7 separate regions of the Mus musculus genome follow, and regions 1, 2, 3, 4, 6 and 7 are each linked to region 5. A link is a contact called in public Micro-C and promoter capture Hi-C data. All regions are on one chromosome and are shown on one strand. Each heading gives the region's core, a stretch centred on a gene start, on an enhancer-like site or on the middle of the called end of the contact. The rest is flanking DNA. Distances are from core to core; before and after follow the strand shown.

Region 1 (3,660 bases), core at 1,120-3,619, 4.0 Mb after region 5:
CACTGAGGGTCTGAACAAGATGCCCTGAATCAGGAGCTCTGCAAGGCTTCCACTATTTTCACTAAGTGGGGCAGGATGAGTATGTTTCGATGCTGGCTCAGCCAGTGGGGCTGTTCCCTCAAACTATTATCCCCTCTGAAAGCCACCAGCCACATGTGGCTACCGCAAACTGAAAGCTTCTCCAATGGTAAGGAAACATATTGGTTCCAAAGACTTGAAGAAAAACAGAAACAAATTTCTATTAATATTCTCTCACTGGTTATATGCTGGAATCATGATGTTAACCCATGAGTGTGGCTTAAAGATAGGATGTGCACTAAGAAGCACACACGGAGACTATCTCACCACCAGGTCAAAGCTACAAACAGGGACAGCTAGCTCATCATTAGGGGGATATAATCCAGTGGGCTTGCCACCGTAAATGCAGTTGTTATGTAAACTTAGTTCAAAACACTGTTAGCTGTTCTGCTATGCCTTTTTATTTGTGGCTCCTAGAAAACTTAGGATATTACACACAGTTTGCATTGTATTTCTATTGGATGGTAATGCTCGCTGAAAGGAATAGTAGTGCTTGCCTCCAGAGTGTTGGGATTAAAGACACATGCTACTATGCCTAGTAAGTTTATCTTGTTTATGAAACTGTCATGAAGTTGGGCAGTGGTGGCGCACGCCTTTAATCCCAGCCCTTGGGAGGCAGAGGCAGGAGGATGTCTGAGTTCGAGGCCAGCCTGGTCTACAGAGTGAGTTCCAGGACAGCCAGGGCTACACAGAGAAACCCTGTCTCGAAAAAAAAAGAAAAAAAAAAGAAATTGTCATGAATTCATATTTGTTTGATACACTGAGTCTTGTGAAAATTGAAAGGTAGAAAAAAAAGTCTAGTTATAGACACTTGGAAGGTAAAGTCATTACGGACTACCAATCATCTCCCATGTAACCTTGTTATAATCGACTTCTGACTGATGGCCACCCTAACTTTTAAGGTGCTTAGGTCTTAGACCTTTGATAGGGTAGCCATCTGTTAAGAGAAGCTCTCAAGGAACTAGGCAAAGTGTAAAGACAGAAGTCTTACTATATCAGCCATGGAAGAGGAATGCCTTCCTGAGGCATGGAGCCTCCATCCCTGTGGGAGCCTGCAGAGAACATGTTGCTCCCCTGATGCCCTAATGGCCAAGAGAAGTGGAACCACCCAGTTCTGCCTCAGCCTACCAACTGATGGCTCTAAGATGATCTAACAGGGTTAGGAAGAATCAAATACACTGTTCCTTGCACTTGCTCTCCAAGCAACAGCCCCACCCCCACCCGGGGTGGTGGTGGTGGTTTACTATGGCTGAATAGGTCAATGCTGACCCATCAAATCCTGCTTCTAAAATTCACATGGCCACTCTACACAGTGATAATGAGCACCACCGGGAAAAAAAGAACTCCCAGGGTCCACAATCTATGCGTGCAGATGGTTTTGCCATCTGTGGCTTCCCATTCAATCTCTGTAGCAGTTAAGGGTGTTATAAATTCACACCAGTAACATTTCTGCCTGGCAGCCGCTGGCAGCAGGGTAGCCAAAAAAAAGGCTGACTACCTTATTAAAATAATGAGTTAATTGATAGAATCACTTTTTCACAGGCACTCACTGGAAAACCAAAGATTAAATCTTTCCCTCTCATCTGCTCTCTACAGTAACCCAGAAAGTAGTATTTTTCTTGCTTACTCTCTTTAAATATGTACTATAGCTCATGGGGCGAACACGGTTGAAAAAAGCTGGCAGAGCAGTGAGAAAATATGCTCCGGGTCTCAACTAGTAAATGGAGGGAGAAGTGGTGTAGGGATCCACCTCCCTCTCCTACTTTCTAGCCAGGATCAGCTGAGTTAACTAATGTCAAAAACTATAGGCCCATTTACAAGGACAGCCGGGAGATGAGGGCCCCTCAGATTCGCCCACGAGTCGCTAAACATCATTCCCGGACACCTGGGTGGACGACCAAAGGCATTTTAAGTGCTCAGGAGTTGTGAGGCCTTGGTCAGTGGGCACTGCCCACTTCTAAGACACCTTCGGGACAGGCCTCTGCTATCTGCCTATAAAAGTGAAGGCTGAGCTGGACCGGAGGCGGACCGCACTCGTGGGGAGCAGAGGCTGCAAGTCTCCGACTCCCCGGGGCCTCCCGTAGTGGGCCCGACCTGGCCTCTCCCACCCAGCTCGCCGCGAAGTCCCCAGGCAGGCCCGGCAACTCGTCCCTCCACTCGGCCCTGCTTCGCGGCCCCGGCCCTTCAGGCTGCCTCCGACCGGCTTCCCACCACAGGCCCGCGCTTACCGAGCACCAGGCGAGCCATGCCGATCACCCGCATTCTGTCCGTGCCGCCGCTGCCTCGGCTCTGCCGCGCCCACGTCCCGCCCTCGGCTTCTAGCGGGCGGTGCGCCGGCGCGCGGAGGCGGGCCGGAAGGGCTCGCCACGCCGTGGCCGCCTTTCATTGGTCTCTGTGGACTTCGCTCATGTGCGTGGCCAATTGAAAGCGGCCGGGTAGAGGTTACCGGTTTGTTTTTTTTTCCTCGGGGGTGGGGGCGAGCGGAGTAGCGGAGCGGGGCGGGGCAGGGCGAGGATGGGCGGGGAATGAAGGGGCGGGGTCAGGGGACCTCCGGCCCTGTTCCTGCGGGGTACCCCTTGTTCCCCTAATTTTTTTCTGAGTTAACTGAAACAAAACAAAAAACCCAGGACTAAGGGGTCCTCATTTCTTCCTGGCTTTCATTCTTTTTCCTCTTTGCCTCTCTCGTGGCCCCTTCCAGCTCTCATTCCTTGAACTGTCCCTTTATGTCGGGAGAATAGTCCTAAGACTTCAGTGTGTTTGGGACCTTATTTATTCTTTTGTTCGCGGACTCAGCATTCAGTGAAAACCATTTGCCAAACTTATTCTGTATATAGTATCATTCCAAACTTTATTTTGTTAAATTGATTGCAAAGCCTTGTTCACTCATGTGCCCCTAGACCCTCAGAGTATAAACTGCGGGGTTTATCGTTCTTGGCTCTGGGGGTGAGGGCTAAAATGTATTGCTTTGCAATATTTACAAAGGTGTTTAAGGCTAACAGAGTGAGACACAATAGAAAAATAATGGCAGGGGATGCCTTTCTGTTGGTGTGCTTGAGTAACATGCGTGAAGCCCTGGCTAGGATCCCTAGCACCACAGAAACACAGCATGGTGACTATGGTGGCTAGTTTTATGGCAACTTGACTCAAGCTAGAGGAAACCTCAAAAACAACAAAAAAAAAAGCTTCTATAAGATCCAACAGTAGGACATTTTCTCAATTAGTGATTGAAAGGGCCCAGCCCATTGTGAGTGGTGCGGTCCCCGGACTTGCGGTCCTAGGTTCTATAAGAAAGCAGGTTGAGGGTAAGTCCTGAGCAGCGCGTCAGTAAGCCACATCTCTCCGTGGCCTCTACTTCAGCTCCTGCCTCCGGGTTCCCATCCTGTTTGCCTTCCTGCCCTGACTTTCTTGAATAATCAACATGGAAGGATAAACCAAACCCTTTCCTCCCCAAGTTGCTTTGGTCATGGTGTTTCATCACAGCTACAGTAACCCCAACTAAGACAGTAACACACCTGTAGTGCCAGCGCTAAAGAAAAGGAAGCAAGAGAATTAGGGGTTCAAGGCCAGCTTTGGCGACACAGT
Region 2 (3,570 bases), core at 405-2,904, 3.9 Mb after region 5:
CATTGTTGTTGTCTTCAGACACACCAGAAGCATCAGATCATATCAGAGACCGTTGCGAGCCACCATGTGTTTGCTAGGAATTGAACTCAGGACCTCTGGAAGAGTAGTCAGTAATCTAAGTGCTGAGCCATCTCTCCAGCCCTCATATTCTGGACTTTCTAAAAAATATATTTACATATACTAAACAATTTTAAAGCATCTGTTTTACAAAGAATTATAAAAGCATAAAATTAATCCATCTAAGCTAAGATAATGCAAACTCTTGAAATGATGGGTTTTAATTTCTATATGGAGTGAGTGCACCCAATGTGTGTGCATATTCCTGTGTTAAGATAGAGTCACACAATGTAAGCTCTGTCGCCCAGGCTGAACACAAGCTCACAAATGTCCTGTCTCAGCGCCCTAAGCACTGGGATTATAAACGTGTCTCTTTGCCAGCCAAATGTATTTCTTACAAAGAATAGAAACAGACCTATGACTGGCCTAATAGACGACCCTGGATAAGAAGTGGTTTTTACCAGCACATTCACTGGAAGCTGATTTTCTTCTACAGGCAACAGTTGAATGAACAGCAACCAAAGCACTAGTCAGTTATCGTGACACTGAGTGGCTGGGTCTCTACCGGGACAATTTTGCTTCCCAGATGGCTTATGGCAAGTCTTTACATTTTAGTCTGTCATCACAATTGGATCTTGTAGGTATGGACCAGGGATGCTGGCAAACAACACTAGCAACAAGACTTGTCCAGCTTAAAACGTCAATAAATTTGAGGTTAAATGCCCCCAATAGAAAAAAAAATCCTTTCTAAAAGGGAAAAGTCAATGTACTATTCTTACTAGTTATGGCAAAATAATCTCTAAACATGTGAACTCACCTCCCTAGACCCTAAGTATACACCAAGGCAGTCTGCATTTGGAACAGGATGAGACTTTAAACAGACTAAGGGTGAGCCACAGTCCTCCTCTCTGCAGTCTGTGACTGTATTGCTCTGACTGTTTTCAGGCAATAAGGTTTTTAATTAAAGCACGTGAGAGTAGTTTCTAAACAGTTAGCACGTTCTTACACGTGAACCCAATGCAGGCAAAACAACGGTCTTGTCTTAGGGTTTTTATAGTGTGATAAAATACCATGACCAAACGCATCTTGGGGAGAAAAGAGTTTATTTCAGCCACACTTCTACATCACGGTCCATCACTGAAGAAACTCAAACAGGGCAAGAACCTGGAGGCAGGTGTTTATGCAAAAGCCATGGAGCAGTACTGTTTACTGGCTTGCTGGGCCTGCTTTCTTATAGAACCCAGAGCCATAGCCCAGGAACGGCACCACCAAGGGCTGAGCTCTTCCCCATCAATCATTAAGAAAGTGTCCTACAGCTAGATCTTATGGGGGCATTTTCTCAATTGAGATTCCCTCCTTCCAGTTAACTCTAGCTTGTGTCAAGTTGACATAAAACCAGCCACCACGGTCAGCCGATGGTAAGTTAGAGATACACGCTCCCAGGGCGATGGCGAGGGGGCGAGAACTCACCTCGGGAAGAGACTTGCCGCAGCTGAGGCTGTAAATCTTCACTTCGTTGAGGCTGGAGACCTGCATCGCAGCGCGGAGCAGCCGGAGCCCGGCACGCAGTCACAGAACGCCGGCCCACCCGAATACCCTAGCATCCAAACCCGAGGCGAACCGGCACAACGTGCGGGAACTGGCGCGAGCTGATGACGCACTTCCTGGCTCCGGAAGTGCGCGCTCACTAGGCTGCCCCAGGGCGGAGGCACTAGAGGCGGCAAGAGCGGGTCCGGGGAGATGTGCTCTGGGGTTGGAAAAAGCGAAAATGAAAAGAAAAATCGTACGAGAAAGCATGAGATGGGGAAGTGAGTTTGAACCTGATATCGTTTGAGACTAGAATGTGACAGTTATAACCACTTACCATTTTTAGGAAGTTCTGTTGTCCACATCAGAGGCCTTGGGATGACTTTCTAACAGCAGAGGACCCTCGCCAGTCTTTCTCTATATCCTCTTCCAAACACATTATGAAAAGACGAGTCTGGGAAAGAGAGAATGGTTAAGTAATGCTTTCTCCAAAGTCATGTGAAACCACTATCAAACCCTGGCTCCAGTCGACTCTTTGATAGGCACTTACGCTCTCATAGTCAGGGTCCACTCAAGCCCTCTCGGCAACTACGGTCGGGTGCTTTCATCTTCATTTGCCCCTGGGCCATGGCTCACTAGTTCCTGCTGGCTTTGCAAAGGCTTGTACTCTGGTGGAAGCCTTTTCTTTCTGAGCAGAGCGATCTGCTACAGAACTTTTCTGTGCTGTTTCTCTATCAAGTAGTGTTGGCACAGTCCCCGGACTCCCAGGTCTTAAGATGGTGCCATGTAGACACCACTCAGACCACCTTGTGCTGAGTTGCAGGTCCCTGTCAGCCCCTTAAAGTTCAAACAGCTGCTTCACTCCTTTCTGGGACGACTGATCTTTCCTCTGGGATCACCCATAGATGTGCTCAAGAATTTTTGACTTAGGTGATTGAAACAGTACCTTCTTGTGCTCGTATTCCAAATTAGACTGAGGAATTGCCAATTCCCAAGCGAGGCACAGTGACCCCCACCTAAAATTCTAGTGTCTAAAAGACTGAGACTGGAGAATTACCAAGGCCTGGATTACAGTCTCAACAAAAATAAATAAATAAATAAATGTATAAAGAGGTTAGAATCCCAAAACTTAGCGTGTAATATCTCAACTCAATCAAAAGTTATTTTGTGTCTTCAAAACTAGAAAATTCTCTGGCCTCCAGACCTTAGTTGTGATCTATTTATCACCACAATTGCCTGCCAGCACCATGACTGCCTACTTCTAAAACCAGCTTCCTTAATTCACTGTTCCACCATGCACTTTTTATTAGCTCAATGCTGTCTTCATAGTCACCTTGGCTAAATCTGTAGAGTAGCCCGTTTCTGCCTCTGGTTCCCATATTGAAGATCTAAACCTTGGCATCTCTGTAGTATTAAAAAAGGGAAGAATGAAAAAGGCTGGGCATGGTGGTGTGTGCATCCAGTCTCAGCACTTCAGAGAAGGCAAAAGGATGAGGTGTTGAAGATAATACCTATATAGTGAATTCAAGGCCACCCTGGGCAGAAGGCTCAGTAGGTAAAGGTGCTTGCCACCATGCTTGATGACCTGAGTCCTTGGAACCCACATGACAGAAGTAGAGAACAGACTTCTGCCAATTATTCTCCAGCCTCCATATACCCTCAGTGGCATGTTCATGTCCATAGACAAATAAATAAATACATAAACATTTTAAAAGAAAAATCAAAGCAAGAACATTGGACAGTTTGTTGATGTGTTCTGTTTCTAATGTGGTTAAAGATCCTAGGCCATTTTGTTTCAGCTCAGTACTGTCTCCTGTAGCACCTAGATGTTTGAGCATTTGGTGTCATATCTGAAGGTTTGCTGTGCTGGACTTCAGAATACCTCCCATGCCCTTATACCCAAGTTCTACCTGTTTACCAAGACTCACCTGTTAAATATATTGCTCATTTTTCTGTTCTGTATGAATGTCATTAATAACAGATTTG
Region 3 (3,841 bases), core at 1,015-3,514, 4.3 Mb after region 5:
CTTTGTTTACTCAGTAGCCACATGGCAGACAAGCAGCCGGTGTGGTGAGGGGAGCGTGCGGAGCCTCTGGGAAGTAAGGGAACAAAAGCATCTGGGAACGCATCCTTCAGCAAGAGACAGAGATAGAAAAGACACAGGACAGGTGTCCAGGCTGGCTCTGCAAGCTATGCCCGGTCACATGGTGTTCATGGCTCTATATCCAGGGTCGAATAGAACTTTCTCAGTTGAGATGGGCTGTGAGTGGAACGAGTTTAAGAAGTCCTGGTGTGGGGCAAACACCTTTGTTGCCAGTATCGGGGCTGGGCACAGCCCACTGGCCAGTAGCTTATGTGCAGCATAAGTGTGGACATGGCTAGCCTACAGATTTAGGGGATTGTTTGCGTACATGCGATGTGAGATCCTTTTATGTTAGCATTTACCCTCAAAATGGAGCAATTGCAACTTTGTAAAATGGAGTCACTGGGGCAAAGCTGCTTGCTTACACAATATGGAGTAACTCAGCAGAACTGGCTGGCTGGGATCCCCATTCTTGTCTACTTTTCTTAGGAGCAGAATTGTCTACTGATGAGCAACATAGCTAAAATATGGGCTCAAGTGTGTGTGTGCGCACACTTGATGAAGACTGGAGGCAGGAAGGCAGGTGTGCTGGTTTACAGCACAGAATTAGTGTTCTGCCTCATAACCTAGTGATCTCCAGAGGTAGGGAAAATGACACCCCCCCCCCCCGTTCCAGTCTCGCGCCTAAAGGGTGTCCAGGTTTCCTCCCCGCTGTGTTGTTTCTCCTGCGGAGATATACAGAGGTGCCAACTCTCCCCAGGTAGGGCTCCAATAGCCCAAAGAATCAATCCCATCATGTGCAGCTTTGGTCGACAATGCATCTATTGGGATTGTTAACTGGACTGCAAGTGATACAGGCACTGCACCACCCAGCATGGGTGATGACTCAGGAAAGAAAACTGCATCACTGACTGCAGTCAGGTTGTCAGCCTCCCTCCCCCTCCCCCAAAGCTACTGTTTACAGTTTATAAGCACTACAGGAGAGGGACCTCATGACACTCCCACTACACTCACCTTCCAAGGGTGTGCTATGGGCCCTGAGCTCTCCAGCCAGCGATCAGTTGCCCTCATATGAGAGAGAGCATGGACCCAACCGAGGGGAAACAGCAGCAACATCCCCTATCAATAGTCATCTACCAACTCCTTTGAGGACCTGAATTAGATCCCCAGAATCCACCTTAAAAAGGGAAAGTGGGGGGGGGGCGGTACACAGTCCTGGAGGAATGACACTTGAGGTTGTCCATTTGTTTACACAAGCACTCAATCACAGACTCGCACACATGCCAACAACAACAAAACCTAATAAAAATAAAAAGAGGAGGGAAGGTTGGAAAGAGTGGGCTCTCAGAGGGTACGATGGAACAAGCTTGTAATCCCAGCATTTGCCAAAAGAAGGTAGGAAAAAGCCAACATGGGTCGCGTGATCCTGTCTCAAACCACAAGGTCAACGGCCTGGTGCAGTGGCACACACTAGAAATCTTAGCACTTGGAAAGCGGAAGCAGGTGGATCCGAGGTTGAAGGCTGGCTTAGGCCACACACACACACACACACACACACACACACACACACACACACACACACACAGAGGGAGAGAGAAAGAGAGAGGGAGAGAGAGAGAGTTAGTTAGTTAGTTAGTTAGTTAGTTAGTTAGTTAGTTCAAGGCCAATTTGCATGAGAAAACAGGAAAATGAGCCTATGGGTGAATGTCCTGGTGTGTGTGTGTGTGTCCTGGTGTGTGTGTGTGTGTGTGTGTGTGTGTGTGTGTGTGTGTGTGTGTGTGTGTGTGTGTGTGTGTGTGTGTGTGTGTAGGCCCTGGGCCCACCTAACCCCGGAGAAGGCTAGTCTGTTCGGGCGTTTCCACTCTGCGAGGAGGAGCACCCTTGGGTGGAACCCGGAAAGTGAATCAGCAGTTGGCAGTGCCTGACAGGGCAGGGCAGAACCACCGCCCTGGGGTCTGGAAGGACCGGGAGCAGAGCAGACTCCAGGCAGTGCGCACACAGGGCAGGACAGAACCACCGCCCTGGAGTCTGGAAGGACCGGGAGCACAGCAGACACAGGGCAGGGAGCATCCCGAGCCAAGCCAACTCCGAGCTGGGTGCGCTAGGAGCGGAGCAGACTGGGGCGGGGTGCGCTCCGAGCGGAGCAGACTCTGGGCGGGGCGCACGGGCGCGGAACAGACTAAAGGGGTAGGGAGCATCTTGAGTGGAGCAGACTCGGGGCGGAGCGCACTTGCTGCACAGCAGCTCGGGGCGTGATCAGGGCGGGACCCGGCCGGCGGCAAGGCGGAAGGACTTTTTGGACTTTGAGCCTCCGGTTCTCACCTATAAGATCCTGAACCCCCCTGGCCCGGCACGTCCGAGATTGCAGAATGGAGGCCGGACTGCTATGGTTCTGCAACTGGAGCACGCTGGGCGTCTGCGCCGCACTCAAGCTGCCGCAGATTTACGCGCAGCTGGCGGCGCGCAGCGCGCGGGGCATCAGCCTCCCTAGTTTACTTTTGGAGCTGGCGGGGTAAGGTCCCGGGAGGCCTGCGAGGAATTGGGAGTCCGGGAAACCAAGGGTTAACTCGGGGGCTCGGGGCTAGGAGGTGCTTACCCGGGGCGCTCCCACCCACCTCCCCTGCTTCTTCCCAAATTCCACGATTTGCCTGAGCATGCCCATTTTACAAATTCAGCGAAGATGGGGAACTTGAGTAGACGTTTGAAAATTGAGCTGGGGTCCAACGGGTAGGGATGGCCTGTGACTGCTGCAGGAGCCAAGTTCTCAATAGCCTTGGCTATGTAGTAGAGTAAGGGGCAAAGTTGTAAAACTTTGGTTGGAAAAAGCAAACGGAAAACACACCCCTAAGTCCTGTGATCTTGCACCAGGCTGAGCCCTCTCGGTTTGACACTAGCCTCACCCCACGGTCACCCATTGGTCCTGTGTCCATTCAGTGGGGCGCGCCCATCTATAGAGTTGGGGAAGGGGTGCGGTGCTTCAAGGTGTACCTTTCCAGGGACGCTTGATGGTAGGCGGGGCTCTGAAGGGTCTCTGGCCCGTAAGGCTGCACAGTACAAGAGTATGTGAATTTCAGAGAAGGGAGAAGGCTGTCAGGGTGAGAGGTAAGGCAACAGACAGACTGGAGGATGCAAAAGTGACAGTCTGGCTGTGGCAGAGGATGCGGGTGTGAAGTCAGGAGAGCTATTTGACCTCTGGTTTGCTAAATTCTTCATAGGCATCTGAAGCTGAGGCTTCAGGATGCAGGACTGAATAGAAAGCTCAGGGATGCCTACAGAGTGCCAGCCCAACGTCTCCTATTCTGCTTGTAGCTAACTCTTTGCTGCCTGGCTTTAAATTCGTAAACTCAACCAGAGATGGTCTCAAATCCAACAGCTGACTCCAGTAGAAAACAGCTCTGGCCATGGAATGTTCCCCGGGATCTGGAAGGGTCTTGCAGTAGGTCGTGCTGTAAATAGCAGGCTCTTTCTGGAACTCCCAAAGGCCTCCCTTTCTCCCTTTGAGGCAGTAGGTGGGCTTAGCAGGGTTAAGACCAGTTCTGTGGCCAGAAGGCACGAATATGATCCACCATTGAAATCTACTAGTTATTTATCCCTACTTCCGCCAGACTACAATGGTTCCTAGTTCCTGAGAACTTTCTGAAGGTCCTTCTGGGGCCCCTACAGGCAAATCCTCAAGCAGCTTTATTGGTAAAGTTGTTTTAATCCAGAGGCAGGAACAATAGGGATAGGACGGCAATCTACCTGGATCCTGTCGGTCTACATTCTGACTCCTCCTTCCCTTCTT
Region 4 (3,718 bases), core at 235-2,734, 3.6 Mb after region 5:
TTTGGAGTCCTGGCGAACACCCTCTTCTGGGTGGACTTGTTAGTGGTTAGAATAGAGGGTGGCTTCCTGAATGACCAGGCCGGGAAGAAAGGTTCCTGAAACCCCAGACTGCCAGTCTACAGAGCCGGCCACTTTCTCAACGCAACTCTAATTCCAGATCGACATCCTCCAAGCACTTGTTGAACAAAAGGGCTCGCGAGTCTGTAGTCGCAGCCTTCCGGAACGCTGCCGGGGCGCAGGAGCCTTCCGGGCTAGCGCCCTACGCTGCGAGCTCCCCGCACACCCGAAGGCCGTGTCAAGCAGCCAGTAAGGTGCGGAGAGAAGGCAACGCACCCAGCCGCCTAAACTTTCTCAATCTCTCCAAGCTTTCGCTGTGAAGTTAGATCAAGGAAGGAGGCACAAACCACCGTATAGGAGGAAATGAGAGCGTCATCCTCAATAAAGGCAGAAAAAGATTTAAAGAGATGAGAATCCAATGAAGAGCACCTACTGTGCGCAAGACTCTGGGTCAAGAACTACGTGTAGTACGTTCTCACACTGTCAAGATAGCCCCTGAGGGGCCGCCCTCACTTGATACAGACGCCAACTGCGACTCAAAAAGGTGGCCCATCTCAGTCAGGCTCAGGTCTCAGGGCGGGTCACGGCGAGGCCAGGGCTGGGTTGGTCTTTCCCACTGTCCCAGAGCTGAACACAGCCAAGCGGGTCCCCATCCCTCATCAAAGCTCACAATTATCCAAGTGAACCTTGTGGACCTGCCGCCCCCACCCCACCCCGTGAGGGGTGTCAACGCCCGCTGCCACCAGGCAGGCACTTTGCCCATCGGATTCTAGTCGTACCCTCAGGTTCCTGAGCTACGCACTGCGCGGAGCGACACCAACCGGGGGCTCAGCTTGCCCGGGCAGACCGCCCACGCCCACCCCGCCACCCCCACTCTGCGCACAGCGGCTCCCCCCTCGACCCCGCCAGCACTAGTCCCCATCCCCACCGGCAACTGTGCCCTGACACACAATTCCACAAACGTAGTCTGAAAAGTGCACATCCCATCGAGCGCAACGATCCCCACGAGGACACGCCATTCTAGAGCCACGCCACCGTCCGCGGTCAGCTGCAAGCCCACTACGCAGAGAAACAGGCACCATCAGTACCGGCGCACACACACCCGTTCACTCACAGCCGGGTCGCAGCGAGCGGGTCACACACGCTCCCTCCATGCAACCCCGCAGTCCCGCAGTTTCCCCTTTCCTACCGGCTCTGGAGCTGGACGCGGTCCGCTGGCTTCTCGAGCCCAAGTTCTGCGGTGGCCGAGGCTGGGGAGGTGACCGAGAGAGCGGGCGTTTGCGCTCCCGCAGCCGCCGCGCCTGCTCTGCGACCTTCGCCGCTCGGAGAGACAAAAGGATCCGCCGGCCCAGGAGAGAGCGAGGTGTGGGCGACGGCCGCTCTGCAGGTCCACCACCCGCAGCCGCCGCCAGCCCGGGAAGGAAGGGAAGAGAAGGCGGGACCCGGAGGCGGAGGCCGGGGCGGGGCGCATCGCAAGGGCGGGCACTCAAGTTTCCAACGGACCCGCCTCCTGCTTCGACCACGCCCCCAGTCTTAGCCCCGCCTCAGCCGCAGCCTGGTCACGCCCCCGCCCTTTGCCACACCCGCTGCTGGACCCTCGGTGCGCCCACTCTGGTCCATATAGCTCCCTGATCACTCGCAGATTCTCAGCGCAGCAGAGGATACGATGGGTGTTAAGGCCACTGGGACTCGGGACGGGGAGACTCTGGGGGGGTGGAAGGGGAAGGAGAGCAGGGGAGGGGCCGAGCACTGGCCCCACCTCCCTAACCCTTGGCCTCTGGCCTGCGGGTGGGGAGAGGCCGAGAGGCGGTGCCCAAAAGGGCCGGCCTTACGCCAGCACCCACCCACCCCGCCCCCGCCCCCGCCCCCGCCGTACTTGGAAGGAAGTACAGTCCCAATGGCCAGGGAAGTGGAAAAGAGGCTTGAGTTGCCCTAGGCTCCCCAGGACCATCTGGGATGCCTGCAAGGATCTCCTCCCTCTCCACATCAGTCCCGTGTGCATCTGTCACCCACTTTCCTGCGCGTGGTTTAAGAGAAGAGCTTGGCCTGGAGGTGGAAGACCTACGTTCCAGCTGTAATTACTTCTGCTAACTCATCCAGCCATCTTGCCAAGAAAACCCTTGGATTCCCTCAGCCTCGGTTTCCTCACCAATAAACTGGACAACGAGGAGATCCAGAATCCTTCTTGGGGTCTTTGCCTCCCTGACATTCAGTGTGGTTTCAGTTTCCTGGTGAGGAGGCGGGGGCTTGGTTGACATCTCCCATAATAGGGACATCTGGCCTTGTGGGTCCCAGTGGTGCTTCCTTCAGACTCCCAGCATACTCTGGCAGATCGCACCTGCCATGCCCACCCACTGCAAATATCCCAGAAGACAGGTAACCACAGAAACAGCTTATATGAGGAGCTGGGCGAGCCTGTTGTGCAGAGATGAAACTGTCTCTCTGGCGTCTCTAGGGAAAAACTCAAATCCCTCCTTCAAATCCTCCTCCACAAAAACATGTGAGTGAACTCCTACTATTCAGGAGGCTGCCAGGGGTACCTGTAGTAGAGCAGCTCGGAGGTGGAGCTCTGGGGCCTTCTCCACTCCTCCCTGCCTCTGGTGCAGAAAGGCAAAACTAAACCCAGAGGGCTCAAGGGAATGACAGCTGTGAGAGTTAACAGCGCACCACCTGACTGATTTCGAGGGCTAACCTTTGGGTCTCTCTGGCCATGATCGCTTCCTTCTCAGTAAAGACCCCACGGGAGGTCAGTCTGCCCCTTTCTGTAGCACAGCACCACACAGGTATCTAGGGTTACAGGTAGGAGGTTCCCAGAAAGTGGATGGCTGAGGCAGAAGCCTTCAGATATCCTGTTAGCTAGGGCGGGTTGCTTTGTTCTGTGGTCTCCTATTTGTTCTCATTCAACACAAAAGAGGGAGGCCTCACTCAGACACCCAGAAACCCTCTGGCTTCTATCTAGTGACCTCAGCAGAACCTAAGGTCTTTGCAGGTCACTACTGGCTCTCAGCATTCATTTAAACAACAACAACAACAAACAAACAAAACTAAGATAGCAGAAATGGTACCTCAGGAAGGTCTTTTAGGAGCTGGGCCTGGAAGTAGTCTGAGTCATCTCTGCCCACATTCTTGGTCCAGAATTAGTCATATGAACCTACTTGGTTGTAAGGGGCTCAGGGAGTTATGGCTTTATTGGATGCCTGAACACACACACACACATACACACACACACACACACACACACACGTGCGCGCACACACACATACACACAGGGTAAGCACATAAATATAAATTTAAATTAAGTAATAGCTTACTTATTAGTACTTTAAGAAACCTGAGGGTAGCTGGGTGTAGTAGCACACACTTTTAATCCCAGCACTGATCTACATAGTGAGTTCCAGGTCAGCCAAGGCTACATAGTGAGACCCTGTCTTGAAAAAAGAAAGAGAAAGAGAGAAGGGGTGGGGGCAGGGGGAATTCAGTCTACATCATACCTGGGAGACTTTCAAATCAACATGGTTCCTGGCCATAGTCCCTTGCTATTGACTCTGCAGCCTCTTTATTTTCTATCATGTTTTATTTGCAGTTCCAGAGTAGGCTGCCAGGATTGTAATGGGTGAGGCTCCATCCTGGTGATGCTGTCTACCCTTCCCTTGAACACAGA
Region 5 (3,426 bases), core at 394-2,893:
CTTTCAAAAGGGAAAGTAGCCACAACTTTAATCTAATTCCCACTGTATTACACAGTTGCTTTAAATCTTTTGTCGGCTTACTATAACTGGTGTGATAAACAGTCAAGCTCTTTAGTATGTATACAAGGTCCTTCATAAGGTAGAGATAGCCTGCCCCAATCCGTCTGCTAATCTGTTACCTGCAACCAAAGTAAAACTGGCCATAAATCAGAACCTTTTGTGTGCGCCTGGAACATTATGGTTCCAATACTGTCTTTAATTTTTTCCAACTCTTTAAGCCTTAGCTCGAATGTCAATCACATTTCCAGAATGCGTGAGATCTGTCAGAAGAGTTTCCAACTGTTTTGAGACTCAGCACAGTGCTGACCTATACTCCTGAAACAGATGTCAAAATGAGCACTGAGCACGGTCACTGGTATCACTGCACTGCCCAAGAGCAAGCACTCCTCACAGTGAGTGCTTTTTTCCACATGAGGAAGTGGGTTCATTGAGGCTACTTCCGTATTAAACAGGAAGACTGGGTTTCAGGTCTGACACCAACGTAGCTGTCTATTTTCACAAACTCATTCCAGCACTCCCCACTTTACAATTTCACCAAAGGCGTGAAATCAATGAACTCAGCCCATGCCTGGTGATTTTGTTTGATATTTGCTTAGTGTATATAGGGAGATGACAGCATCACTTGGGTACATTCATTGGTAAGTGCTCAGTAAATCTTACTTTATGAGTGGGTAAAGGAGATAGTTTCCGGCCTTTGAAAATGTACACATTCATGTGGTGCCAAATAGTGTCTCATGCTGAACAACAACCACGTGTATTGGATGAGTCTCACCGCTCATCCAGTACGTTCTGCACCTTTAAATGTGTGAGGCAATTCTCTACAAAATATTCCAGAACGCCATTTCCACTAAAACCAATCTTTTATGGTGATTTAGCTCTTAATTTCTCGCGGAAACGCCTCAGCTTTCCCCTCTCCAATTTCCTCCTACCTTCTGCTAAGGTCTGAGCTCTCAAAGTACATACACCACGTCTTTAATTTCCCCGCCCATCTGAGCACGTGTAGGGTCCTGGAAAGGAGGCAGATGCAGTTCTTCCTTGCAGTGTCCTCTATCTGTCGGTTCCCTCAAGGCTTGCTCTGATGTACGAGATCCAGACTTGTGTTAATTGGCAACCCTTTCTTTATGAAAACACCCAATGACCTGGATTTTTTTTCCCCAAAATACCCTCCCCGAGACTGAAGGAAAAATGACATTCAACCTAGATAGCCCATCGATCAATGTTCTCCAAATCCCTTGAACCTGAGAGGCTGGACCCGCAGCTGCCTCCGCGGGGGTCCCTCCAGGCTCTCACACATACGGGGAGGGGGGCTCGCTCCCTCTCTAGCGCATCCCTTACAGGGGTCGGATCAGCAGCTGGTCGCTCTCCTCTGCAGGAATCGCAGACATCCTGGCAGTCTCAGGAGCAGCGTGGACCACGAACTCGTCGCCGCAGTCTCTAAATTCAAAGCACAGCTACTGCAAACCAAAGAAGAAAAAACCCCCACCACCAACACACAACTTCCGGCGCTCTAGCGTTCCCGGAGCTAGATTCGGCCCTCCAACTTCCGGTTCGAGAACGAGGTTCTTTAGGTTCCCGGAGGTGCGGTTAAGGAACTGGAGGCGCGGCCTAAAGACTGCGCCTGCGCATGATAGGGGCGTGGCCCAGCGGACCAGGGCAGGAAAACTGGCAAAGCCGGAGCTGGAATACGAACTGGAATAACCTACCGGCCGCCGCCGCTGGACCATCCCACACCCCGCGAGACCGGGGCGACCGGGGAACGAGCCGAGGAGGCGAGGTGAGAACCGGGCCTCGCCTCAGCCGGGCCAGAGGGTGCGGGTGTGTGGGGAGTACCCCGCAGCCCGCCGTCCTCCCATTCCCTCCACGTCCCGAGGCTGAGGCACCGACAGAGTGCAAACCGGGGAAAGGAAGAGGAGCTCGGCGCCCGGTCAGGGAGGGACCCGCGTTCCCGTGACAGGTCTACCGCCTGCCTCCCCGGGGACCAGGCTCCGCAAGACCCTGAGGCCTCCCTCTGCTTGTTGCTGCACCCAGGTGGGGTTGGAGTTAGCTGTCTACATCCTCACTTGTGCGAGGCATGTGTGCAGAGCTTTGGAAGCCTGATCTTGTCGGGGTCCCCAAGTAAACTTTGTGATGTGGGACAAGTTATTGAATCTCTGGCTTGGTTGACTCACGTGAATGCAGCTGGGCGTTCTCACTGCTCGGAAGGCTCCGATGACCCTAGGGACCGGCTGCTCCAGATGGGCCAGAGTGAGGGCTAGCGGTTTCTGGAGCATCTTGGCGACGTTATTGGATATCACCTCCTAGGGCAATTGTCAGAACCCTGTAACGAGTCCTCTTCCGCTATACTGTCTATCTACTGAGAACCAATTCAGCCTCGCCTTGCACTAGTTAGTTGAGGGAGTGGGAGTTTAAAGAAGAAGATGACATTTTAATGCTGTGATCTGATGTCTTTTAGTCCAACCTGAAAGTCCAAGGAAGGCTTTCTTTAAAAGGCCCGAAATAAGTTGTGCGAGGCAAGTAGTTGCCAAGGAACTTACAAAATGAGAGTTCTGTGGGAGGGAAAGTTAGATAGTATAAGAACATACAGGAGCTTAGAACCGCTCAGAACCAAAGTGGCTTTGCGTTCCTGAGAGATGTGTAGCTCATTGTTGAAGACAAGCTTGAGAGAGAGTGGTTGGAGAGCCCTGGGTGGGTTCTTGCTGGAGGGATTTGACCTTCCTTAGTCAAATCTTAGTAGTCAAATCTTAGTAGGACACCGGTGAACAACGGCCTAATAATACTGAGCTCTGATCTGTGTTTGAAAGAAATCATTGTTATCTTCTTTTCCTCCTCCTCCTCCTCCTCCTCCTTCTTTTTTTTTTTTAAAGATTTATTTATTATTATATGTAAGTACACCGTAGCTGTCTTCAGATGCACCAGAAGAGGGCGCCAGACCTCATCACGGGTGGTTGTGAGCCACCATGTGGTTGCTGGGAATTGAACTCAGGACCTTCGGGAAGAGCAGTCAGTGCTCTTACCCGCTGAGCCACCTCTCCAGCCCCCCTCCTCCTTCTTTTTGTGGCTAAAATGTGGAGGCAGACCTTAGAGCCACAAGGAGTTCTGTAGGACAAGATCATTCATTCAGAGAGCTGACTCAGTGGATAAGAGCATCTACCTGTCTTATTGAGGATCCAAGTTTTGGTGCTTGTGGCTCAACACCAGCTCCAGGGGCAATCTACTCCTACACACACCTTTTCTTTTTTTAAAAGTAAGGGCTTTTACCCACAAAGCCTCTATAGTGGGTGTGTGGATTCTTTAAGTGTGTCAGACTGTGAACTTGGGCGTTTTCTATAGATTGAGGATCATCACATTCACGCTGAAAGAATGCCA
Region 6 (3,540 bases), core at 878-3,377, 4.7 Mb after region 5:
TCCTAGGACTACTGGATTTTAGAATTGAAAATCTAGTCAGTGTTGGCCAAGAACTTAACAAGTTCCTTTCCAGCCTCCAAAGGACCTGCTTAACCAACACCTCCGCTCACTTCCTGGATTGTAAAACTGAGTACGGAATCGAGGATGCTGTACTGCTGAGCCCAGGATTGGCTCCTTCCTCCTCTAGCTAGAGTCATTAGGTTATTTCCCCTCTTCCGACTTGGGCTGAACACAGCAGGTACTGGGATTGGCTCAGGGGATCACCTCAGTTCTCTGGCTGAGTCACAGCTCAGCGGCAGGAGCGTGGCTGCAGACAAAACACTGCCTAGGGCCCCACCAGGGGGGCTCCAGACTTTGCCGGGTTAGAACACCTGGGCTTCAGAGACTCCAATTTTTGTATAGTGCGACCATCTCCTGTGACCTAGTGAATGTTTCTGAGATAAGTGACCTGTTTGTGGGATCTTCTTATAGGCAGCAGGCAAAGCTGGTCCTATCTTTGCTACTCAGAGCTGTCTGGGTGCGTTTGCGGTTGTGTGTGCGGGTTCCAGACCCCAGGTTCATTTGTGGGGTAAGGGCTTTGGGCTGGACTTTATGTGTTCAGATTCTCCTCCACCTGCTTCAAATCTGGAAAATAATAATAATAAAAATGACCTTATTTAGATGACAGAATGTAAGACTGTAAGACATGCTTTCTGGAAGGCCTTGGGGTGGGGGTGTGGAGGATGGAGGAGATGATGGAGGTGGGGCAGGGTGCCTTCATTCTGGGGTCCAGAACCCCAGGACTTTGTGGGCAGCGGAGACAACCCTTGTGGCTACTTGTGTTGCCCCAAGTGCAGCTGGAGCGCTTCCACCTCTGTCTTTATGCTCAGAGTCACCCTGCCTGTGCTGATCTCCTGAGCACTGGGGTGGAGGCAGCCCAGCCTGGCTCAGTTCCCTTGCAGGTCTTCGGTGGCCTGGTCTTGGACTGGGGTCCTAGCTTGCTTGGTGGGCAGAATCCCTTGAGAGGGATCTCCAGTGCCTCGGAAACCCAGTGTGGGGGTGGGGGTGGGGACCTGTAATTCCAGAAACCGGAAAGCAGAGGGATTGGAAGTTCGTGGTCACCTTTAGATTCGTAGATTTTAGGACCAGTTTGGGGTACACAAGCCACTCCTCCCTGGACCTCCCCACGAACTAGTTTTTCTCAAGGTGGGACGCACCCGTCATCATTCTGACCTCCCTCTCCTGGGTTGCTTGTGGCTGGCATCCATTTCTGACTCATATTTCTGCATATAGTTTCCGGTGACAGGTACATTATACTTGGGCTCTCTCTGTTGGTCTACGAGACCCCAGGTATATGTTCTCCAGCAGTCTTCCTCAAGGTCTTTGCTCTTCTGTCCCCCAGAAAGCACTGACTCTTCGGAGGGTTGTTGTATATATAATTTGATATTTATTACCTGGATGTAGCTCAGTTAGCGGATGTGAAGCTCTGGGGTCCATTCCCGGCTCGCATAAAGTAGGCATGGTGGGGGTAGGATTGCCTGTAACCTCAACACTTGGGAGGTAAGATAGGCAGATCCGAAGTGCAGGGTCATCCAGGAACCCATAGAAAGCTTGAGGCAAGCCCGGGATATAGGAGTCCTTGTCTCCTAGTAGTCTCGTGACACTTAAGAGTGACTTGGTCTGACTTGAGCCATTCCACCCCCAGACCTGGCATTGTCTGTTATTATTTATTCCTTCCTGGCTCTGCTGACTGGTGGTGAATGTTAGCCAGGAGGGAGGCAGGATGTGGGAGTGCTAAGATTAGGAATTGATCCCTAGCTTGTGACAGGCACATCAGGGGAAGAACTAATTGTAAACTGACATAAGGTCAAAACAGGGTCAGGCTGTGGAATTAGAAGACTTTGGCTGCCTACTCCCTGGAACGCCAAGGCAGACAGTCCAGTCTGGGGAGGGATGGGATGGGAAGGGGGAGGCGGGGATATGAGAGGGAGGTGGGAGGTGGGGTGGGGTGGGGGGGGGGTCTGTGGGCTCTGAAAGCATCCCAGCAGCACGCTCCTCCAGAGTCCCCTGGCGTCGCCCCGGAGACTCCGCCTCCTTTCAGGCCCCGCCCCTTGCCGTGCTTTAGCTGACAGCCGCTCCGGCCCGCTGTTTGCATACAAAGGCAGCCACACGCGTGCGCGCCTGCTCGTGAATCCTCTTGGTGAGTAGCAATGGGGACCCGGGGCCCAGCTTGCGCCCCAAAGCCCATTACTGAGACGTGGGGCCCCGCAGGGAGGCGATGTGGGCCGTGTTGTGACACAGGCCTTCCCGTGGGGTGTCGAAGCTTGCAGGGACCCCGTGGCGGTCCGAGACCCGGATGAGACGTATCCCAAAGGGTTTAGGATTCAGGCTTTGCAGCCAAGGAAACTGAGTCTAGGCTGGTAGGTTGACCTTCGTGCCCAAGGGCACGCCTCCGCTGGGTGGCAGCGAACTGGGAACCGGGATTCTTAGATAATCAAGCTCGCAGCAGGCCTCTCTGCAGCTTTGCAGTCTGGTGGGCACTGGGCCTGTGGCTCCCTTAGTAGCTGCAGGCACTTTTATCTGGGAAAGGCCGGGGGGAATATGGGAGGGAAAGCAATGCTTTGGAAGTCATATTAAGTATTAATATTAAGTCATATTAAGGGGACAGAGTCAAGGTGGCTGGCTGATAATTTGTGTGGCCAGTAGTTGCTCCAGACGCCCACCCTCCTTGGCAGGAGGCAAGAAGGAAAGCAATGGTCTGGGCTGGGCTGGGGCGTGTGGGAAAAAGCTTCCAACTGGGTAGTGAAGTTGTGGGGAAGACTGTAACGGTTCTAGGAGGAGAGGATAGCGGCCCATGGGGATTCACACATATACTATCTATCCTTTGTTCCATAAAATACGTTTTATGAATGAAAGCAGTTAAGGACTAATATCTGCACCACTAAGGGGACTTTCTAGTGTTCCCAGAAAGGCTGAAAGATCCCACTGTGTTGATTCCCTGTGTTGACAAAGCTTCCTGTTTGCCGACAGCGCGCTTCTGCTGTCACGGGTTTTGTGTGTGGGTGTGTGTTTTGGCCCTTATTCCTGCTTGTGTAGGGCCTGGTGGTTGGATTGGGAAGCCTGGGGCTGAGCTTGGTTTTGTCTTGGTGGCTGTCCCACCTCACGTGATTTCTACCCTTTTTAGGTGGCAGTCAGCAATGTTCTTATGATGCTTGTCACTTTATTGAAAGGGACAACATGCCCAGTCTTGTTGCCTGGGTGATAAGTTGGGGTTCAGATGAAGGAGATAGGATCCTTGGTTGCTGTTCTGTGTGGGGTGCTGTCTGCTGGGGAGGCTGGGGTGGGTCTTTGCTTATCTATTGCTCTCAGTGCTTCAGGCTAAAGAGAGGGAAAGGTCAGGAGATGGCAAGACAACTGACTACTGATAGCTGGAAATCCATGGGCCAGAGACATCACTTGGGAGCCTCCCTATCTAGAGTGAGGGAAAGGCCACCCTTTGTTTACTAGACTGATGAACCGAGAGGCTCCAGGTTGTTACAACTTCGGATTGTTACACCCTGA
Region 7 (3,698 bases), core at 185-2,684, 3.4 Mb before region 5:
GTCTCCTCCTGTATACCATGTCACCTTTACATGCAGGAGTGGGGAGGAAGGGACTGGAACCTAGCCTGTCCAAAAGAGAAACTTAAGCCTACAGACACATATTTCCATACATATTTTCTGAGCTTCAAAACTTCCTGTCTGTCCAGATTCCCCTTCACTGAACAGGCAAAGATATGACCATAGGGGCCAGACAACCTCCTGGAAGGGTATTTTGATTATGAGCCTTCAAGTGGAATCAATGTCCAGCCCCATACTAGGAAAGAATGCGAACGTAGGTTCCCTTGAGTCCATGTAATACTGTGTTCTCACCAGGAACCTGCTCCGCACCACTTCTCTGGCCCCCTACATTTCTATCAGGTTCTGTTGCTCCACACCCTACACCTTCTGACAGAGGTCCCTGCCATGACTTCACTCAGTCCCTGGGCCCAAGCCTGCAAAGTCCCATTTTACCACACCCCTTCTCACTTAGACTCCACCCTTCGCCCAGCTCTACCCTTACCAGCCCATTAAGCTTGGCTGACACACCTCTTCGAACCACACTCTTGCACACTCGCCTATCAAGACACACTATTGCCTTGCTCCTCATTCCGTCGTAACCCCATCCAGGCACTCTGGCCACACCCTCCTGAGATACCTTTACTTTGGCTCCACCCACAGCCCCTCCCACTGCACTCCTACCAGATGCTCTCACCACACTCCCTCCCTTCGGCTTAGCCTTTGCCCCGCCCCTAGATAAACTCTCACTATGCACTCTTACATCGGCCCCGCCCCACAGTCCTACCAGAGGTTCTCACCAAGCTCTCTAGCTTCGGTTCCGCCCTCTTACACTACTACCAGGTGCTTTCACCATGTCCTTCGCCTTGGTCCCATCTAGTTCCCCCAATATCTCCTCCAAGCACGCTTGCCCACGCCCTAGCTTTGGCCACGCCCCCATGCTGCGCCCCAGCTTTGACTCCGCCCCCAAGTTCCCGCCAGCCGCGCCCACATCCAACAGCGGTCCTCCTCTGGATTCGGGTGACGTCATGGCTGGAAATAGCCGCGCCGGGCGGGGCCGCAGCGGACCAGAGACAAAGCTGAAGGCAGGCTGCCGCGCTAACACACCCCCCTCCCCACCCTGACCCGGCCGAGCCTCCGGGTCCCTGTCCGGACCAGAGCAAATCCGCAGCCCCCACCGCAGCGAGAAGTCGCCATCCCTCCCGCGTCCCCCGTCTCGTCCCGCGCTCAGCCCCGTCACTTACCGCGCGCCCGTCGCCGGGGCCGGTGGAGCCCGGCGAGTGCATGGTGCCGTATGGCCTGCAGGCAGCAATGCTGCGAGGCAGGAGCCCTGCGTGCGGCGGAGGCTGCACGTGTGCGGCGGGCGGCGGTGTCCCGAGCGTCTGTTCCCGGCGCGCACCTCCGCCTTCCTTGCCGCGCGGCTCTGCCTCCGCGCGGCCCGGGAGGCGCGGGAGGGGCGGGGCGCCACGGAGGGAGCGGCCCTGGGCGGGGCGCGCGGGCAAACCAAAATACACCGCTCCCTGCTGGGGGCATGGCCTCTGCCGCCAGCCAATCAGCGCCAGGCCGGCAAGAAGCGGGCCAATGGGCGCCGCGGGGGGGCGCGTGATCGGAGCCTGGCTGCGGCGTGATCCGGCGGGGCGGGCGGCGGCACGTGTTTTGGTCCGGGCTAGAGGCGGGGCGTGAGGCCTGGAAAGTAGGGGAAAGGTCCCGGCGGCGGCGCGGCGGCAGTCGACCGCAGTAAGGTCCTCTTCTGCCGCAGGGGCTGCTCGCAGAGGTCGCGCGCTGGCCCCACGCCGTGGACGGATCTGGTAGGCGGGACCCACAGGGACGGCCTCACCCTGTCTCTAATTTCTTTTAAGCTGTCGTTGGCTCTTAGGACCGCATCTCTGCCCAGGAAGAGGCTTGAAAGCTGCTTGGGTTTAGGGACGACATCCGCTTTTTCCTGCATGGCGCCAGATCAAATGCTCTTCCTACTCTAATCTGCCTTCTGCTACAAAAGAACTACAGCCGTGTAGTCAGCCACTCGACATGTACCTAATGAAGCCTGCGCATCCTCCCCAGTGGCCATACAAAGGACACCCACTTGGGGTGTCCTCAGGCCTACGTGAGACCTGACCCAAATCCTGAGTATCCGTTTTTTCCCCTTGGGCCTTTAGGTGCGGTTATTCATGTACACTCATCACAAGTCTTGGAGAGCAGAGGTCAATGCATGCAGTATGTCGTGCCCACCTCCAACCTACAGTGCAGCAATAGGGCACCCCTCTACTAACCCCCTGATGCCTCACTGCAGAGCCTTGAAACTAGTGGAGGTCTGGGAGAATCATTGCTGATATGAGCAGACAGGAGCTGGACATTATGCTGCCTATTTTTATCAGACAGGTGAGCAGGCAGAGAGGCAGGCAGGCAGAGAGCCCTGTCCTTAAGCTGGTAAGGCCTAAGGGTTATAGTTGCAACCCTGATTCCTCAGTTTCACACTGGCTTGACAATGGAATTAAGTGAACCAAAGAAAGGGAGTTTGTTGAAAGTAACAGTAGGAGTGTTTAAAGGTGAATTCACATGTCTAACTACTGGGGCATTTAACACACATGGAGTTAGTCTTCTACTTGGGCCTGTTTAAATTGTTTTTGCTTCATTCCCACACTGAATTTCTGACTCCCCGTGTTCACCCTTACCTATAATGCCTCCGCCCCATCCAACGTCCCTACTGTCTCCTGTTCTCTCCACACGTGGTTTTATGGCGTATGTGTTGGAGAATAATCTCCAGAGTAATATGTTAATAGTATTTGGAGAGGGAGCCTTTGGAGGGTGATTGGGATTAAGGAAGGGTTATGGGGTCTTAAAATTAGAGAGACCAGCTAGTTTGCTCACTCTACCTGACCACGTGACACTCTTGTGTCATAATCCAGCAGGAAGACCCCCTTCACACATACACACACACATATACACACACACATACACACACACACACACACACACACACACACACACACATGTCAGAGGGTGAGCAGAATTAGCCTTCCTGGATTGCAGAGCTCTGAGCAGAATGGACTTTTTACATAGGAAGTGGAGGTGTGTGGCTCAGTTGGTAAAGAGCTTGCGTCAAGAAGACCCGAGGTCCACCCCTAGAACCGACATAAAAAGCTAGGCATGGTGGTACACACCTGTAATCCCAGCACTGGGGAAGTCCAGACAGGCAGAAAACACTGGGCTTCACTGTTCAGTCAGCCTGGCCAAGTCAAGGTCCCTACACCCAATCCCAATGAGACACTCTGTCTTAAACAAATCCGACAGAACCAGGGTGGGTGGCTCCTAAGAAATTACACCAGAACTGGGCGGTGGTGGCTCATACCTTTAATCCCAGCACTTGGGAGGCAGAGGCAGGCGAATTTCTGAGTTTGAGGCCAGCCTGGTGGGTGTACAGAGTGAGTTCCAGGATAGCCAGGACTACACAGAGAAACCATGTCTTGACACCCCCCCCCCAAAAAATGAGACTGGAGGTTAACATCCAGGCTCCACATGGACACACACACACACACACACACACACACACACACATCCAGGCTCCACATGGACACACACACACGCGCGCGCGCGCGCGCGCGCGCACGCTATATATAAACTTCCTGGTCTCGGAAGTGTTGTTATAACAGAAAAATAAGACAAGCAGCCAGGGCTCCTCTGGGTCACCTGTCCCATCAACTGCT

The links. Promoter capture Hi-C pulls out the DNA fragments that hold promoters and counts their contacts. A called contact is a pair of places that touch in the nucleus more often than the background predicts.
Region 1: a contact with region 5 is called in a promoter capture Hi-C map of pre-B cells. The contact joins the promoter of Pdia6 here to the promoter of Cpsf3 in region 5. A contact is called at or near these places in 7 of 39 promoter capture datasets (the HPC-7 cell line, cranial neural crest, embryonic stem cells and 4 more) and 2 of 484 Hi-C or Micro-C datasets (B cells and the G1E-ER4 cell line).
Region 2: a contact with region 5 is called in a Micro-C map of the G1E-ER4 cell line, with 8 times the contacts expected there. The contact joins the promoter of Nol10 here to the promoter of Cpsf3 in region 5. A contact is called at or near these places in 7 of 39 promoter capture datasets (the C10 cell line, the HPC-7 cell line, cranial neural crest and 4 more) and 2 of 484 Hi-C or Micro-C datasets (both in the G1E-ER4 cell line).
Region 3: a contact with region 5 is called in a promoter capture Hi-C map of cranial neural crest. The contact joins the promoter of Pqlc3 here to the promoter of Cpsf3 in region 5.
Region 4: a contact with region 5 is called in a promoter capture Hi-C map of second pharyngeal arch cranial neural crest. The contact joins the promoter of Hpcal1 here to the promoter of Cpsf3 in region 5. A contact is called at or near these places in 7 of 39 promoter capture datasets (the HPC-7 cell line, cranial neural crest, embryonic stem cells and 4 more) and 1 of 484 Hi-C or Micro-C datasets (CD8 T cells).
Region 6: a contact with region 5 is called in a promoter capture Hi-C map of cranial neural crest. The contact joins the promoter of Lpin1 here to the promoter of Cpsf3 in region 5. A contact is called at or near these places in 3 of 39 promoter capture datasets (cranial neural crest, frontonasal cranial neural crest and maxillary cranial neural crest).
Region 7: a promoter capture Hi-C map of pre-B cells shows a contact between it and region 5. The contact joins the promoter of Klf11 here to the promoter of Cpsf3 in region 5. A contact is called at or near these places in 4 of 39 promoter capture datasets (cranial neural crest, frontonasal cranial neural crest, pre-B cells and 1 more).

What each region holds. Positions count from the first base shown.
Region 1 is chr12:17,265,298-17,268,957 of GRCm38.p6, reverse strand. Pdia6 (protein disulfide isomerase associated 6) reads right to left here and starts at 2,369. Exons shown (of 13, transcript NM_027959.4): 1 at 2,307-2,369. The coding sequence starts at 2,325.
Region 2 is chr12:17,346,577-17,350,146 of GRCm38.p6, reverse strand. Nol10 (nucleolar protein 10) reads right to left here and starts at 1,654. Exons shown (of 21, transcript NM_001008421.1): 1 at 1,528-1,654. The coding sequence starts at 1,593. It overlaps Gm46336 (a long non-coding RNA gene), which reads left to right and starts at 1,745. Exons shown (of 2, transcript XR_001780553.2): 1 at 1,745-1,865.
Region 3 is chr12:16,998,541-17,002,381 of GRCm38.p6, reverse strand. Pqlc3 (PQ loop repeat containing) reads left to right here and starts at 2,264. Exons shown (of 7, transcript NM_172574.2): 1 at 2,264-2,569. The coding sequence starts at 2,427.
Region 4 is chr12:17,688,575-17,692,292 of GRCm38.p6, reverse strand. Hpcal1 (hippocalcin-like 1) reads right to left here and starts at 1,484. Exons shown (of 5, transcript NM_001361645.1): 1 at 1,247-1,484.
Region 5 is chr12:21,284,514-21,287,939 of GRCm38.p6, reverse strand. It overlaps Cpsf3 (cleavage and polyadenylation specificity factor 3), which reads right to left and starts at 1,643. Exons shown (of 18, transcript NM_018813.3): 1 at 1,396-1,643. The coding sequence starts at 1,445. Itgb1bp1 (integrin beta 1 binding protein 1) reads left to right here and starts at 1,656. Exons shown (of 7, transcript NM_008403.5): 1 at 1,656-1,834. Gm25821 (a small nucleolar RNA gene) reads right to left here and starts at 13; the gene lies at 1-13.
Region 6 is chr12:16,588,357-16,591,896 of GRCm38.p6, reverse strand. Lpin1 (lipin 1) reads left to right here and starts at 2,127. Exons shown (of 21, transcript NM_015763.4): 1 at 2,127-2,179.
Region 7 is chr12:24,649,107-24,652,804 of GRCm38.p6, reverse strand. Klf11 (Kruppel-like factor 11) reads right to left here and starts at 1,434. Exons shown (of 4, transcript NM_178357.3): 1 at 1,239-1,434. The coding sequence starts at 1,280.